Regions from separate parts of the Mus musculus genome. Here all the other regions are linked to region 3. Evidence: chromatin contacts called from public Hi-C and HiChIP or PLAC-seq data. All regions are on one chromosome and are shown on one strand. Each heading gives the region's core, a stretch centred on a gene start, on an enhancer-like site or on the middle of the called end of the contact. The rest is flanking DNA. Distances are from core to core; before and after follow the strand shown. Region 1 overlaps Agt (angiotensinogen (serpin peptidase inhibitor, clade A, member 8)). Region 2 overlaps Capn9 (calpain 9). Region 3 overlaps Pgbd5 (piggyBac transposable element derived 5).

Region 1 (4,262 bases), core at 1,154-3,653, 160 kb after region 3:
TGGATCCCAGACATTGGATGGTTGGAGACTGATTTTGGCTTTTGATTGTGACTGTGCCCTGATATTTTCCCTCTTGAAGGAAGAAACTGTTTTAGTGGAGCCCACAGTTAAGAGACTTTTAATTGTAAAAAGACTTTGGATTTTAAAAGAGATGGATATTTTAAAGAGATTGATATTTTAAGAATATGTAAAGACTGTGGGACTTTTAAAGTTATTTAGATCTTGGGGATGAATAAGAAAGTAAGGGTTGAGGCTTACTAGTGATGTGTTTGTGTGTCAAGTTGACAAGGGGTCAATTGTACTGGCTAGTTTTGTGTCAACTTGACACAGCTGGAGTTATCACAGAGAAAGGAGCTTCAGTTGAGGAAATGCCTCCATGAGATACAACTGTAAGGCATTTTCTCAATTAGTGATCAAGGGGGAAAGGTCCCGTGTGGGTGGGACCATCTCTGAGCTGGCAGTCTTGGGTTCTATAGGAGAGCAGGCTGAGCGAGCCAGGGGAAGCAAGCCAGTGAGCAACATCATTCCATGGCCTCTGCATCAGCTCCTGCTTCCTGACCTGCTTGAGTTCCAGTCCTGACTTCCTTTGGTGATGAACAGCAGTGTGGAAGTATAAGCTGAATAAACCCTTTCCTCCCCAACTTGCTTCTTGGTCATGATATTTGTGCAGGAATAGAAACCCTGACTAAGACACCCATGGACTCCTAGGATGGTTCATCTTATCAGCCTGATAGAATTTAGGGTCATCCAAGAAACAAGCCCCTGGATATGCCTGTGAGGCAGTTTCTAGGTGGGGTTAAATGATGTGGGAGATACCTCGTAAGAATTGACAGCAGCATCCCATGGGCTAAGAAAATGAGTTGAACACCAGCCTCGGCCCCTCCCCTTCCCCATGTGTGGCTGTGGTATAGCGTGTGTATGTGTGTGTGTGTGTGTGTGTATGTGTGATCTCCATGGGTGTGTCTTCACTGTAAGTGGCCAGCTGTCTTGTGCCCCCCTCCTACACTCTCCCCACCACTCAGGCATGACCCAGAATAAACCCTTACATTGCTTTGTCTGCTATTTTGTCACAGCCATGAGAAGTTCACGCCACCTCCCTCTGGACCAGGGCCTTTCTTAGCATCCCTGTAAGCCCATAGGCCAGGGAGAGTGAGGAGTTGGCCTCTAGTTAACCATGGTACACAGGTCCCTCACTATGTTGCCTGGCACAAGCAGGGGTTGGACTAGCTAGATTGCCACACGCACAGGGTAAGTGCCTTTGAGGTACAGGAAGCCAGAGAGGAGTTTTCAGGAGGCAACAGGACTAGGATGAGAGAAGCCGGGCCTCAGAGTGGACCCCGGTCACAGGAACACACTTTATGCCCCACCTGTACTTACAGGACCCTATGGTCTCAGCTCCAAGCTCCAGAGAAGCCGTCTGTGAGGTTAGGCTATGCTCACACAGAGTCAAACTCCAGCTTAGGCCAGAGAGGTGACTCCATGTTCTAACACAGGATTCCCCACTGTCTGTGCCCTGTGGGCTTTACTGTACTCTCTGGCCTTCGCCTGAGGCTAGCATGCTACAATGCTCTCACCTGCTTCCCAGTCTGTACAGGGAGGAGGCAGCCTGCCACGCACATGCACATGCACACACACACACACACACATGCACACACATGCACACGCGCTCGCACACACACACACACACGTGCACACATGCGCGCGCACACATGCACATGCTCACACGCACATGCTCACACGCACATGCACACACACACATGCACACACACGCACACACACACGCACGCACACACACACGCACACGCACACACCACTACCTCGGCCTGTCTTGCTCCTTCCTCAGCACACTCCTAGATCTGGAAGCTGCAGATTTGATCTCAAGGGGACAGGCAGAGAGGTGGTAGCAGTAAAGGAAGGCCCCTCCGCCCAGGTCCTTTCTCAAGGCCTCTTGGTGACAGCCCTCTCCTCTACCACCTGGCCGGCACACATTGGCCTCCTTGTCAAGAGCTTCAGGAATGTTGCTCAGCCTGTCAGCTAAACTAAGCATGTCTGCTCTGCCCATAATACTGTGTTTAGCTTATCACTGAAAGACAATTCTCAGCACAGTGAGGAATATGTTTTCAAATCATGGTGCCAGGGATAAGAAGTCGTAAGACATTGTAGGACTCTGGACGTCATGGTCTAATACTCAGTGAGCTAATTACAGACCCAAAATAAGGGGATAATGTGCATTTTAATGTTAAAACCCAATTTCTGTCCTCAAATAAAAAAAAGGGGGGGTGCTTTTTGGTGTCACAAACAGTTTTTTGGTCCAAATTTCTTCCAGAGTGGCAGTCCTGTGCAGAGTGCCAGCTTCTGGCTGTCACCCCAGTATCCAAACAAACCCACATCCCAGGAGGCTCTGCTGCTCATCATTTATTCTCGGTCAGCGCAGTCTCCAAGGAGACGGCCTCTGCCGCGCTACAAGGCGTGATGGGGAGCCAGGGGTGACAGCACTGAGTTTTGCCCAGAACGGTTCTCCGACACCGGCCTTGTCTCCATGGCTAGGCACAAGGCCTCACACCACACTCTGGGGGTTATTCACTCTGCCCAGAAAGTGCAGCGTGCCTGAGTCCTGCTCGTAGATGGCGAACAGGAAGGGGCTGCTCAGGGTCACATCCAGTGCCTCCGGTGAGCCAGGCTGCTGGACAGACGTGGTCGGCTGTTCCTCCTCTCCTGCTTTGAGTTCGAGGAGGATGCTATTGAGAACCTGCAAAGCAGAGAGATCTCTCCTTAAGGAGGGGTTACAGGCCAGGGACTGGCTCAACCGCCCCAAAGGGGGACACTGTCCAGCCTGCCAGAAGGAAGTGTGGACACACCTGTCCTCTAAGTGGGGGCTGGGCACCAACACCCAGCTCCCATAGAGGCTGCTGCTCAACATGCCCCTGTCCCCTTGTTCACCTGCCATCTTGGTACTCTCCCATATTTGGCTAAACAGCACAGTGGGGTCATGTCTTCTACAGTGACTCCCCTGTTTCTCAGCATCCTTGGCAATGCCAACAGAATCCAGGCACATCCTCTGTTTTACATAGCTCTCTGTCTATGGTTGAGATGCTCCCCAAAGAAACTGCAGACCAGGGCATGGGGCATTCCCCATCTACCACAGCTTTATGGAGGATGCAAGGCTGGACTAAGCAGGAACAGAGATGGGCCTGGAACTAGAGATGCCAAGAGAGCCAAGGGAGACCGCTGTTCCCCATGTCACTGGGAGCCAGAGTCCTGGCAGTGCCTGCTGCTCTTTCCTTCCTGCCCTGCTGGTCTTGGGCACAGCTTCCTCCGTGTGACCATCCACCCCCCCTTCCCTGCTACACAGCCAGAGCAGCACTCACCTCTCCCACTCGGGGGTTGGTGTCACCAATGTTGTTCAGATTTGCCTCCGCACCCAAAAGGGTGGGCAGCTTGTCCTCAGCCAGCAGGTCCTGCAGATTGTAGGATCCTCGGATTTCCAGCTGGGGCAGAGTCAGGCGGATGGCCCTGTGGAGATAAAGCCTTTAGGGGGCTGGGAAGCTCCCACCCACTGAAAAAGAGACTAAGCGCTCAGCCAGTCAGTGTCCTGAGTTGAAACAGTCCCTGCGGGAAGGGGGTGCATAAGACACAGCTGGAGAAAGCTGCTCTGGAAGCTGCACAGGATCCTCCCAGCATGGTATAATCAGGAAATGACTGCTGGGGAAAGGGGACTGGTAGAGCTGCCTCCAGGTTGTGCAGGGAGCTCCAGGGATGCAGCTTCCGTGAGTGGTCGCCCATGCTGCCCAACGAAGTAACTGCAATGAATGCTCTGAATGACCGAATTCTACTCGGAAGGGATTGATTCTTGGGTCTGAAGTTGGTGCCCTATCTGGAGTGAATATATATTTGCTTGCATCTCCCCAAGAAGGGTCACACAACAATACAGGACATTGTCACCCCAAGGAACTTCTCAGAAACAAACACAACAAAAACCTCCTGAAACAGGAGGAGGACCAGTAACATCGACTGTGGAGAGCTTGCTGGTGGTGGGCAGCTGTGTGCCCTGTGCTCTCAGCCTGGCTGCATAAGGAGTGCCTTCCCTGGAAAAGCCAAAGATGCCTTTGACTAACAGGCCATTAGCCAGGCAGAGCACCTCATCCCTATCACCCTGGCACTTGAGAAGTGGAGGCAGGGGGATTACCACGAGTGCTAGACCCTCTCTAAAACCAAAACGCTAATAAGATAATGGCCCTTATCTGTGCTGGATAGTTTTATGT
Region 2 (4,079 bases), core at 445-2,944, 220 kb after region 3:
GGAGGTCCCGGAGATGTCTGCTCACCATGGGGTCATCCAAGGCAAGTCCTGAGTCTCCTGTGTCTCCTCAGGCTTTCAGCTGGGTGGCCATCTCCTGCAGCTGATTGTCCTCAGGTATGCAGATGAGGACCTCCAGCTGGATTTCGATGACTACCTCAACTGCCTGGTGCGGCTGGAGAATGCAAGCCGTGAGTACGCATGGGACCCCTGAGTGTACAGGCGAGCTGAGAGTGTGCAGGGGAGCCCTGAGTGTGCATGTGAGTCCTGAGTGTACAAGGGAGCCCTGAGTGTACAGGGAGCCAAGAGAGTCCTTGGACCCTTGGGAGCACAGAGTGCCCAGCTCAGGGTCTCCAGTCACCATCTATGAATACATAAGAAACAACCTGGGGGGAAAAAGGCAGATCTAGGACATGGAGGGCCACCGTGGATGTCTGTGCAGACACTATGCCCTGTGGTCAGCTGAGAGACAGAATAAGGTCCTGTGGTTACACACCTACAGGCTGTGAAGGGCTGTGAGTGGACAGGTTTCACACCTCCTACTGAGGAAAAGTCAAGTCCCCTCACAAAACCCAAAATGAGAAGTCTCTGCCCCTCGCTTGTTCTCCCCTGAAAGCCCCAGACACAGACCCAGTCGTTTAAGCAGGGTCTGCTGTACAGGAAAGATGGAAGGCTTGTGTGCAGGTGCTCTACACAGGAGATTCATGGACACACTCTCTCCCAAAATAGCCCCCAAGGGTGGCCAAATGCATCCAGGGCAGCTCAGCCATCCATTGTCCCTTCAGCTGCAAACGAACATGTCCCAGTATCTTGTGGTTTTATAATGCACATGCATTTTACACACCTGCACAGCCATGGGATGCCCAGTACACACCTAGAAATTTTACACACCTGCACAGCCATGGAATGCCCAGTTCATAGTGAAGTGTCCCCAGTGGGATGACAGGATGTTGTCACTATTGCTTGGGGCACTTAGCATCCAAGCAGGTCCATGCTACATTCATATTCTCTCTTTCTCTCTCTCTCTCTCTCTCTCTCTCTCTCTCTCTCTCGCTCTCGCTCTCGCTCTCGCTCTCGCTCTCGCTCTCGCTCTGGGAAAGCCCCTCCTCCACCTTGCTAATCAAGGTTTGGCTGTATCTCTTCTGGAGGTAGGAATCTGAGGTTCAAATTAGACAGTCCCTTCTCAGATCACCCTGGCTAGGAATTGAATCCTTTCGATCGTCTCCACCCCACCATGCAGGGAATCTGATCTCCACTAGAGGGAGCAGCTACCCACAGATTTCCCAGTGGTCCAGGAGCCCTTAAACCTGCCCAGGGGTCTGGCTCTACTGTGACGCTGCCTCCCTCCCAACAGGGGTGTTCCAATCTCTCAGTGTGAAGAACAAGGACTTCATCCATCTCAACATAAACGAGGTATGGCCAAGCAGACCCCGGCCAGGGCGCAGCAGAGTATGAACACGCTAAGTGGATCCCCCAGGCAGGACGAGCGAGCACTCGCCGTGGGCAATTACTCAGTGCAGAGGCCGGTGTTTGTCCTTTTGGCAGTCAGCATAATTAGCGCTATAATCCTGTGAGCTGTGGGTGTCTTCATTGCCCTAGTGTCTGCTCATGTGAGCCCCAAGAAAGAGGGTGTGGAGTAAACAACGTTCCACATAAACACGAGCAAGCCTGGTGAGAGGAAGGGAGAAATGAGAAGCTTCCAGCTGCTTCCGCAGCCTGGCAGCTCGCTTGCTCACAAGGAGCCTGAGCTACCACCCTGCCTCCCTTCCCTTCAGCTCCACTATGGTAGAGGGCCATCTTTCTCTGGAAAGGTGGGTCACCAAACTCACACTACCCTGCCCAAGATGTCTCTGTGAGGCTTCCCCTTCAACAGGAACAAAACACATCTTATCCCTTTGTCCTATCCGCCCTCTACTGAAAGTGCACTTAGCCTTTTTCAAGGTTTATCTGACTGGGGAGATGGGCACAAGCAGAAGGGCCCACGTTTGAACCCTACGACCCGTGTAAAAAGCCAAGTCTGGCGGCATGTATCTGCAATTCCAGCGCTGTGTGGGGGCTGAGGCAGGTGGATCTCTGAAGCTCACTGGCCAGCCAGTGTGGTCATGGACAATTAGTACCTACAGGTTCAGTGAGAGACTTTTTCTCGAAATAGAAGATGGGGAGAGAAATGCCTGGTCTGCACCCACATACACGTATGCATGCATACATAAAATAATTATACATGCGACACACCCAGCAATCTGTTTTAATTTAAATTTTAAATAAATGGTTTCATGTTGAGTCAGAAGGCCAAATTTGTGCAAGATGACCGACCAGCAAGAGTTCTTGCGACATAATACAAACAGAAGCCACTCCTCAGTTGCTAGGCTGGATTTCTAAAGCCTCATCTCTCTTTACTTCCAGTTCATCAGCCTGACCATGAACATCTGAGGTTGCTCTGACCCGATGCCGTCTGCCCCTCTGATACTCAGCTTCTGGATCATGAACCTCGAAACTTTTTTTTAGAGGGCTGCCCCGCCCACTGCTCTCTCTCCTCCCGGCCTCACACCACCCTCCTCCCCTCTCCATAGTGAGTTAGAAGAATCTAAAGGGATTGGCTGAGTTCTCTGATTCTGTGGAACTTCTTATAAAATCATTGCTCTACAAGAACCTACGGTACCATCTGTGTCTGTGTGCTCAGGCCTGGGGTTGCTGTGTGCTCCTCCCGCCCCCGCACCTCCCCCGCGCCCCCCCCCCCAACTGGTCATTCAATGTTCCAGTACCCAGAGTCCTGGCTCCAATCATGCTATTAAGACACACACACATGATGCTTTTCTTTATTTTCTTTATTCAAGGGGAGGTTAGTGAAAATGTTTATCTCAGAATGAGAGAGCAGAGCCTGATGATGCTGAGGGTCTAAAGTGTTATGGGGTAACGTGGAAATTATTCTGATGTACTACTTGGGGAGACTGATGGCAGTACTGTGTGTGTGTGTGTGTGTGTGTGTGTGTGTGTGTGTGTGTGTGTTGGAGGACAACCACAGGTATCCATTCCTCAGGTACTATCCACCTTGCTTTTTAAATATATATTTTTTTTGTTTGTTTGTTTGTTATGGATGGTTGTGAGCCACCATGTGGTTGCTGGGATTTGAACTCAGGACCTTTGGAAGAGCAGTCAGTGCTCTTATCCGCTGAGCCATCTCTCCAGCCCCCTTAAATATATTTTAATTATTATATTTTGAACCGCTTGCATACATGTTTAACCGTGTGTAGGTGCACGTGAATATGGTTTCTCTCAGAAGTCAGAAGAGAATGTCAGATCCCTGTAGCTCTTGTGAGCTGTGTGACATGTGCTAAAAACTGAACTCAGACTCTCCGCAAGAACAGTATGGGCTCTGTTCTTACCTGCCGAGCCATCTCTCCAGCCGCTCCACCTTGGGGTTCTGTTTGTTTGGTTTTTTGGTGTGTGTGTGTTTTATTTATTTTTTAAAGATTTATTTATTTTACATATATGAGGACACTGTAGCTGTCTTCAGGCACACCAGAAGAAGGCATCGGATCCCATTACAGATGGTTGTGAGCCACCATGTGGTTGCTGGGAGTTGAACTCAGGACCTCTGGAAGAGCAATCGGTGCTCTTAACCGCTGAGCCATCTCTCCAGCCCCATGTGTTTTATTTTTGCACAGGGTCTCCTGGACCTCAGGAGGTGGGCTAGGCTGGCTAGGCCAGTGAGTCCCAGGGAGCTCCTTGTTCTGCCTCTCCAGGGCTGTGCTTACCTGCTCTGGCTTCTGGCACTTCACTCCTGAGCTGTCTCCTGGTCTTTTCATCTTAATTTTAAAAATACTTAATTTTTAAAATATTTATTTATTTATTATTAGATATTTTCTTTATATGCATTTCAAATGCTAACCCAAAAGTTCCCTATACCCTCCCTCTGTCCTGTTCCCCTACCCACCCACTCCCACTTCTTGGCCCTGGAATTCCCCTGTATTGGGGCATATAAAGTTTGCAATACCAAGGGGCCTCTCTTCCCTGTGATGGGCGACTAGGCCATCTTCTGCTACAAATGCAGCTAGAGATATGAGCTCTGGGGGTACTGGTTA
Region 3 (4,326 bases), core at 1,733-4,232:
GGCAGTTAAGGAGACTAAGTCGATTACTAATAGAAAACAAAGCCTGGGTTCACCCCCACCCACCAGGACTGTGGAGGAAGAGAGCATCCCATTGGTGGACTGTGGAGGAAGAGTGCTGTCCATTGGTGGACTATGGAGGAAGAGTGCTGTCCATTGGTGGGTTGTGGAAGAGAGCCGCCCATTGGTGGACTGTGGAGGAAGAGAGCTGCCCATTCCTCAACAACAGATTCCAGCTCCCATGCCTTTAGAATGCCTAGAGATAGAGTAAGATGAAGCCCATCTATCCCAGAATTCCAATGTGCTTTAAATCAAGCCTCTGAGCCTACTTGCTTGTCTATCTTGGTAATGGGAGACCCCGGCATGCTGGACTTCTGCAGAATAAACACTCTTTGTGTTCACATACTGCCCGGGGTGTCATTCTTTGGTGAATCGTGGACCCTTACACTGTTGTCATGTCTTCCAGAGTCAGCCAAAACAGAGTGTGGTCAGAGTACCCTGAGTGACCACACTGAGACCGCCATCCCTGTCTTCCTTTGAAGGTGTATTTCCAAGACAAGTCAGGAGAGAGAAAATATCTTGCTCAGGAGAGCATCCCAGGTTGGAAGGAGGCTCCTTCAACCTCAAATCTGACTAACAGTCCTTGGAGCAGGGTTACCTTCCAAGCTCGCCCGCCTTGCCTGCTAGATTCTGCTGTCTTCTCAGGCTGTAAGGACCCTGCATGCTGAGGTCAAAAGTGAATATAGAATATAGAGCCACCCAGCAGTATCGTCTACCCCTAAGTACCCTAAGAGCCTGGCCTGTATTCTTCCAACCCTCCAGAGCTGCCCCTTGGCTGCCCCGCCCACCACCTGATGGGCTGCTCCCACCACTACTGCTCTGAGTTCTCATTCTGACTCCAAGGTTGCAGAGCCCAGGCATCGAGCCAAAGCCTGAGGGCTGGAAGGAGAACTGAGACATTGCTCAGATGGCAGACGGGGAGATCAGGCTGGAGACAGCGAGGAATGAGCTTGAGTCCCTGTGCAGAATAAAAGCTGAAAATGTGCCCTTTCTGGCTCTCGGAACCTGTGTCTCCAGTCACTGTGGCTGCCCCTGCTGTGGGGAAGGGGAGACTCCTCACCCACAGGGCACAGGAGAGAGGCTGGACAGTCTGTAAAGCAGGTGTTAGCATAGTGAAGACACAAACTAAGCTCTCAAAGAAAGACAGTTATAAACACGGCCAGAGCACAGGCAAAGGCCAGCCAAGGCACAGCTTCTTATCTGTGCGCAGAGCCTGGCAGTGCCCCTAGGATGGGAAAGCTCTCCAACTCCTGAAGCCCCCGACGCCAAGGACAAGCATCCACAGTCTCTCCTGACTTCAAGTCCACACAGTCCCTGGAGGTCCCCATCCCTGACTCCAGTTTCCCTAAGTCTCCCCCCCCATTCTAGGTAAACATAGCACCTGGAGGACACCCCCAATTCCAGAAACTCGCAGCCCTCAGAAGCTGAGACTACAGAGACATGGTGCAGATTTCTAGCTCCCCTTAGGCTGGTTCCCAATTCCAATACTGTATGTGCAGCTGAATTTGAAGACCACAGAAGCAGAGAAGAAACAGCAACGGGGTGAAGGACTGAGTCCCACAGTGCCAGGCATGTACACACACACACACACACACACACACACACATACCTACCTCACAGAGAGGATGCAACAGAGACATCACCACTCCGCAGGATGGCCCGGAATGTATAGCCAGGGGCTTTGCCAAGACTGCGCTGCCTGGAGTGGATCCCTTTGCCCACAGAGGCCGATGGAGCACCAGGCTGGCCACAGTGGCTCAAGATTGTCTTGTGGGAAAAGGGCCCAGCTCTGTATCCAGGCATGCCTGACTTCCACATACGTTCTCTAGACAGGGCACAGAAACCACAAAGCCTTCATTTCCCCATCTTCAGAATAAGAGTTTTCAACACATAGAGCAATCCCGAGAATAAAACAAAATATTGTGCAGGAAGCAGGGCGCCGCATGAGGTTCACACTGGGTATGGAATAACCGCCGTTCATAGCCACTGCTATGCAAGTCATCTGCCAAGATGCTGTCATTACTGTCATGTGCCTCAACAGAGATGCAGCCACTCCACCTAAGACTCCCTCTATGGAAAAGCTAGGTATTCAACTCTGCCCGACTTTGCATCTATGGAGGGATGCAGATTTTACAAACCAATCACGAAGACCACCTCAGGTCTCTTGGCTAACCCCCTAAGATCAAGCTCAAGGCTCTGTGGGACGGGGTTAACAGATACCAAGCACACTTTCTGAAATCAGCAGGTGCAGGAGGTATTTGGAGGATGCTCCTTGTGGGCCTCCGGGCTCTGACTGCTCCACCTCCTGTTCCCCATCCATTCAATGACTTCACCCAATACTAAGGAGCAACTATATGCAGTTTGACGAGATGGCCGGCAGGGGGTGCCGCCACAGAAGCTCTGCTGCTGAGCGCCTAGATAAAACCTTTCTCTGACCCCCTCCAAGTCAAGTTCTCCAGCACTTGAGTCACGTGGTTGGCTTATGTCCCACCCACACAACCCCAAAAAGGGGGGGGGGGGTCAGGAAGAGCGGCAAGCATGGTGTACAGGCTGCTGCCCTCTCCAGCTCAGTGAGTGACTCACCTGCACCTTGTCTGCTACATACCAACCTACAGGGCCAGAAATATTCTTGTCCTCACAGCCCAACGCAACACTCCCTGCACCTACCAGCGCTGGGCACCTTCTACAAGTGGGCGCAGCCTGAGGTATCCCAAAGAGAAACAAGTGTCCTCTCGACACCTTTGGCTGTGCACAGGGACAACACACTCCTCCCCTCCCTCCTCTTCTTCTCTTCCCTTTGCTGAGCCAGGACTTCATTATATAACCAGGCTGCCCTCAAACACGCGATCCTCCCGTGTGCTGGAATGACAGACATACAGATGTCATCATCCTCCCCTACGCGAGTCAAGCCAATGGGAAGAGCAGCTGGCCCAACATCCCACACACGCAAAATGGTATCACATGCCCGCAGGGCTGTGGCAACACCAAAGGGAACTTCTGTTCCACACAGCCAGCCTAAAGACCAGAAACTCATCAGCCATAGCCTATACTTATTTCTGAGGCCCATTCAAAGTCCAGCGCCGTCCTGAGCGGACTCTGACATGCCCAATTAAGAGAAGAACCTCATTCCCAGCCCGCCTCCTTTTGGCTGCCTGCCAACCCATGGCCTCCCAACCCATGGCTTCCTTGGTTTTCCCTCCACTGTCTGTGTTCTAGCTGCGTCTACAGGCCTCATCTGCCTCCCCTGAACTCCTGGTTCATTCAGTGAGTCTCCAGCACTGTATAAGAAACTCTATAGCTGCTGGAACTTCAGTCCCTCCCTTTCCTCCACATGATTATCAGCTTCTTTTGTTTGTTTTTAAAGACTGATTTATTTAATGATTATGGTGTTCTGCTTGCATACATACATACATGTGCACCACATGTGTGCCTGGTCCCTGCGGAGGCCAGAGAGGGTGTCTGATCCTTTAGAACCAGCTCGTCTGTGAGCTGCATTGGGCACTAGGAACTGAACGGAGGTCCTCTGAAAGAGAAGTACTCTTAACCGCCAAGCCATTTCTCTGGCCCCATGATTGTCTGTGTTTTGAGATGGGGGTCTCAGGTACCCCAGGTTGGCCCCAAACTCATTTTGTATTTGAGAAACTGAATTTCTGATCCTCCTGCCTCCACCTCTAAATGCCAGGACTACAGGTGTTCGCCAGCACACCAGGCTTATGTGCTGCTGGGGTCAAGTGCAGGGCTCTCTGCATGCTAGAAAAGCCCCCTACCAACCGAACCAAGTCCCCAACTCCAGGTCTCTTTGTTTTTGTTTTTTAAAGACAAGGTCTTATGCTATCCAGGCTGGCTTCAAACATAGCCAAGGATGACCTTGAATTTCTGGTCCTCTTTTGTCTCCAGTCTCCAAGTGTTGAGCCCAAGGCCTTGGGCTAACTGAACCACATGCCCAGGCCCCAGAATTAGTTTTTAAAACAACCCTTTTCAGCCACTCTCCCGCTTCACGTGTCCTGCAGGCACCTACGGTCTTCTGCTTCAAGGGGGAGCCTTTGCTTTCTGAGTCTCAAGTGATAGAGAGTCCCACCCCTTTACAGCCCATCCAAGCCCACGTCATCACATGGGACTGGCCACACCAAGGCACTTGCTCACCAGCACGCGGGGTGACTTAACTCTCATCTGCTAACCTCCTGCTGCCTCCCACCACCAGCCCACCCAACCCTCCCACCCACTCCAAACACCTGCCTGCTCCTCTCTATTCAGGGTCAGCTGCTCCTC

What was found. A called contact is a pair of places that touch in the nucleus more often than the background predicts. HiChIP or PLAC-seq counts read pairs in DNA pulled down with a chosen protein or histone mark.
Region 1: a contact with region 3 is called in an H3K27ac HiChIP or PLAC-seq map of VIP interneurons, with 3 times the contacts expected there. The contact joins two enhancer-like sites. A contact is called at or near these places in 7 of 39 promoter capture datasets (the C10 cell line, the HPC-7 cell line, cranial neural crest and 4 more), 1 of 15 datasets of contacts at CTCF or cohesin (large pre-B cells), 25 of 484 Hi-C or Micro-C datasets (B cells, the Ba/F3 cell line, CD4 T cells and 15 more), 6 of 115 datasets of contacts at active chromatin or transcription factors (SST interneurons, VIP interneurons, bone marrow-derived dendritic cells and 3 more) and 2 of 9 other capture datasets (embryonic stem cells and pancreatic islet).
Region 2: a Hi-C map of forebrain shows a contact between it and region 3, with 5 times the contacts expected there. The contact joins two enhancer-like sites. A contact is called at or near these places in 9 of 484 Hi-C or Micro-C datasets (the HL-1 cell line, brown adipocytes, cortical neurons and 3 more), 1 of 115 datasets of contacts at active chromatin or transcription factors (VIP interneurons) and 2 of 9 other capture datasets (embryonic stem cells and pancreatic islet).

The regions. Positions count from the first base shown.
Region 1 is chr8:124,554,373-124,558,634 of GRCm38.p6, forward strand. Agt (angiotensinogen (serpin peptidase inhibitor, clade A, member 8)) reads right to left here. Exons shown (of 5, transcript NM_007428.4): 4 at 3,369-3,513; 5 at 2,215-2,749. The coding sequence ends at 2,558. Among named protein-coding and RNA genes, the nearest start is that of Agt, 13 kb to the right of the region's middle. Within about 2 kb of position 2,404, at least 40 of the 459 cell types and tissues checked have an H3K27ac peak or open chromatin away from gene starts, as enhancers often do. A contact at or near this core is called in SST interneurons, VIP interneurons, cerebellar granule neurons and 1 more, where this site is marked.
Region 2 is chr8:124,616,082-124,620,160 of GRCm38.p6, forward strand. Capn9 (calpain 9) reads left to right here. Exons shown (of 20, transcript NM_023709.4): 18 at 72-188; 19 at 1,352-1,410; 20 at 2,401-2,650. The coding sequence ends at 2,427. Among named protein-coding and RNA genes, the nearest start is that of Capn9, 42 kb to the left of the region's middle. Within about 2 kb of position 1,695, at least 110 of the 459 cell types and tissues checked have an H3K27ac peak or open chromatin away from gene starts, as enhancers often do. A contact at or near this core is called in VIP interneurons, cortical neurons and forebrain, where this site is marked.
Region 3 is chr8:124,396,594-124,400,919 of GRCm38.p6, forward strand. The region is part of intron 1 of Pgbd5 (piggyBac transposable element derived 5); the gene reads right to left. Among named protein-coding and RNA genes, the nearest start is that of Pgbd5, 35 kb to the right of the region's middle. Within about 2 kb of position 2,983, at least 20 of the 459 cell types and tissues checked have an H3K27ac peak or open chromatin away from gene starts, as enhancers often do. A contact at or near this core is called in SST interneurons, VIP interneurons, cerebellar granule neurons and 3 more, where this site is marked.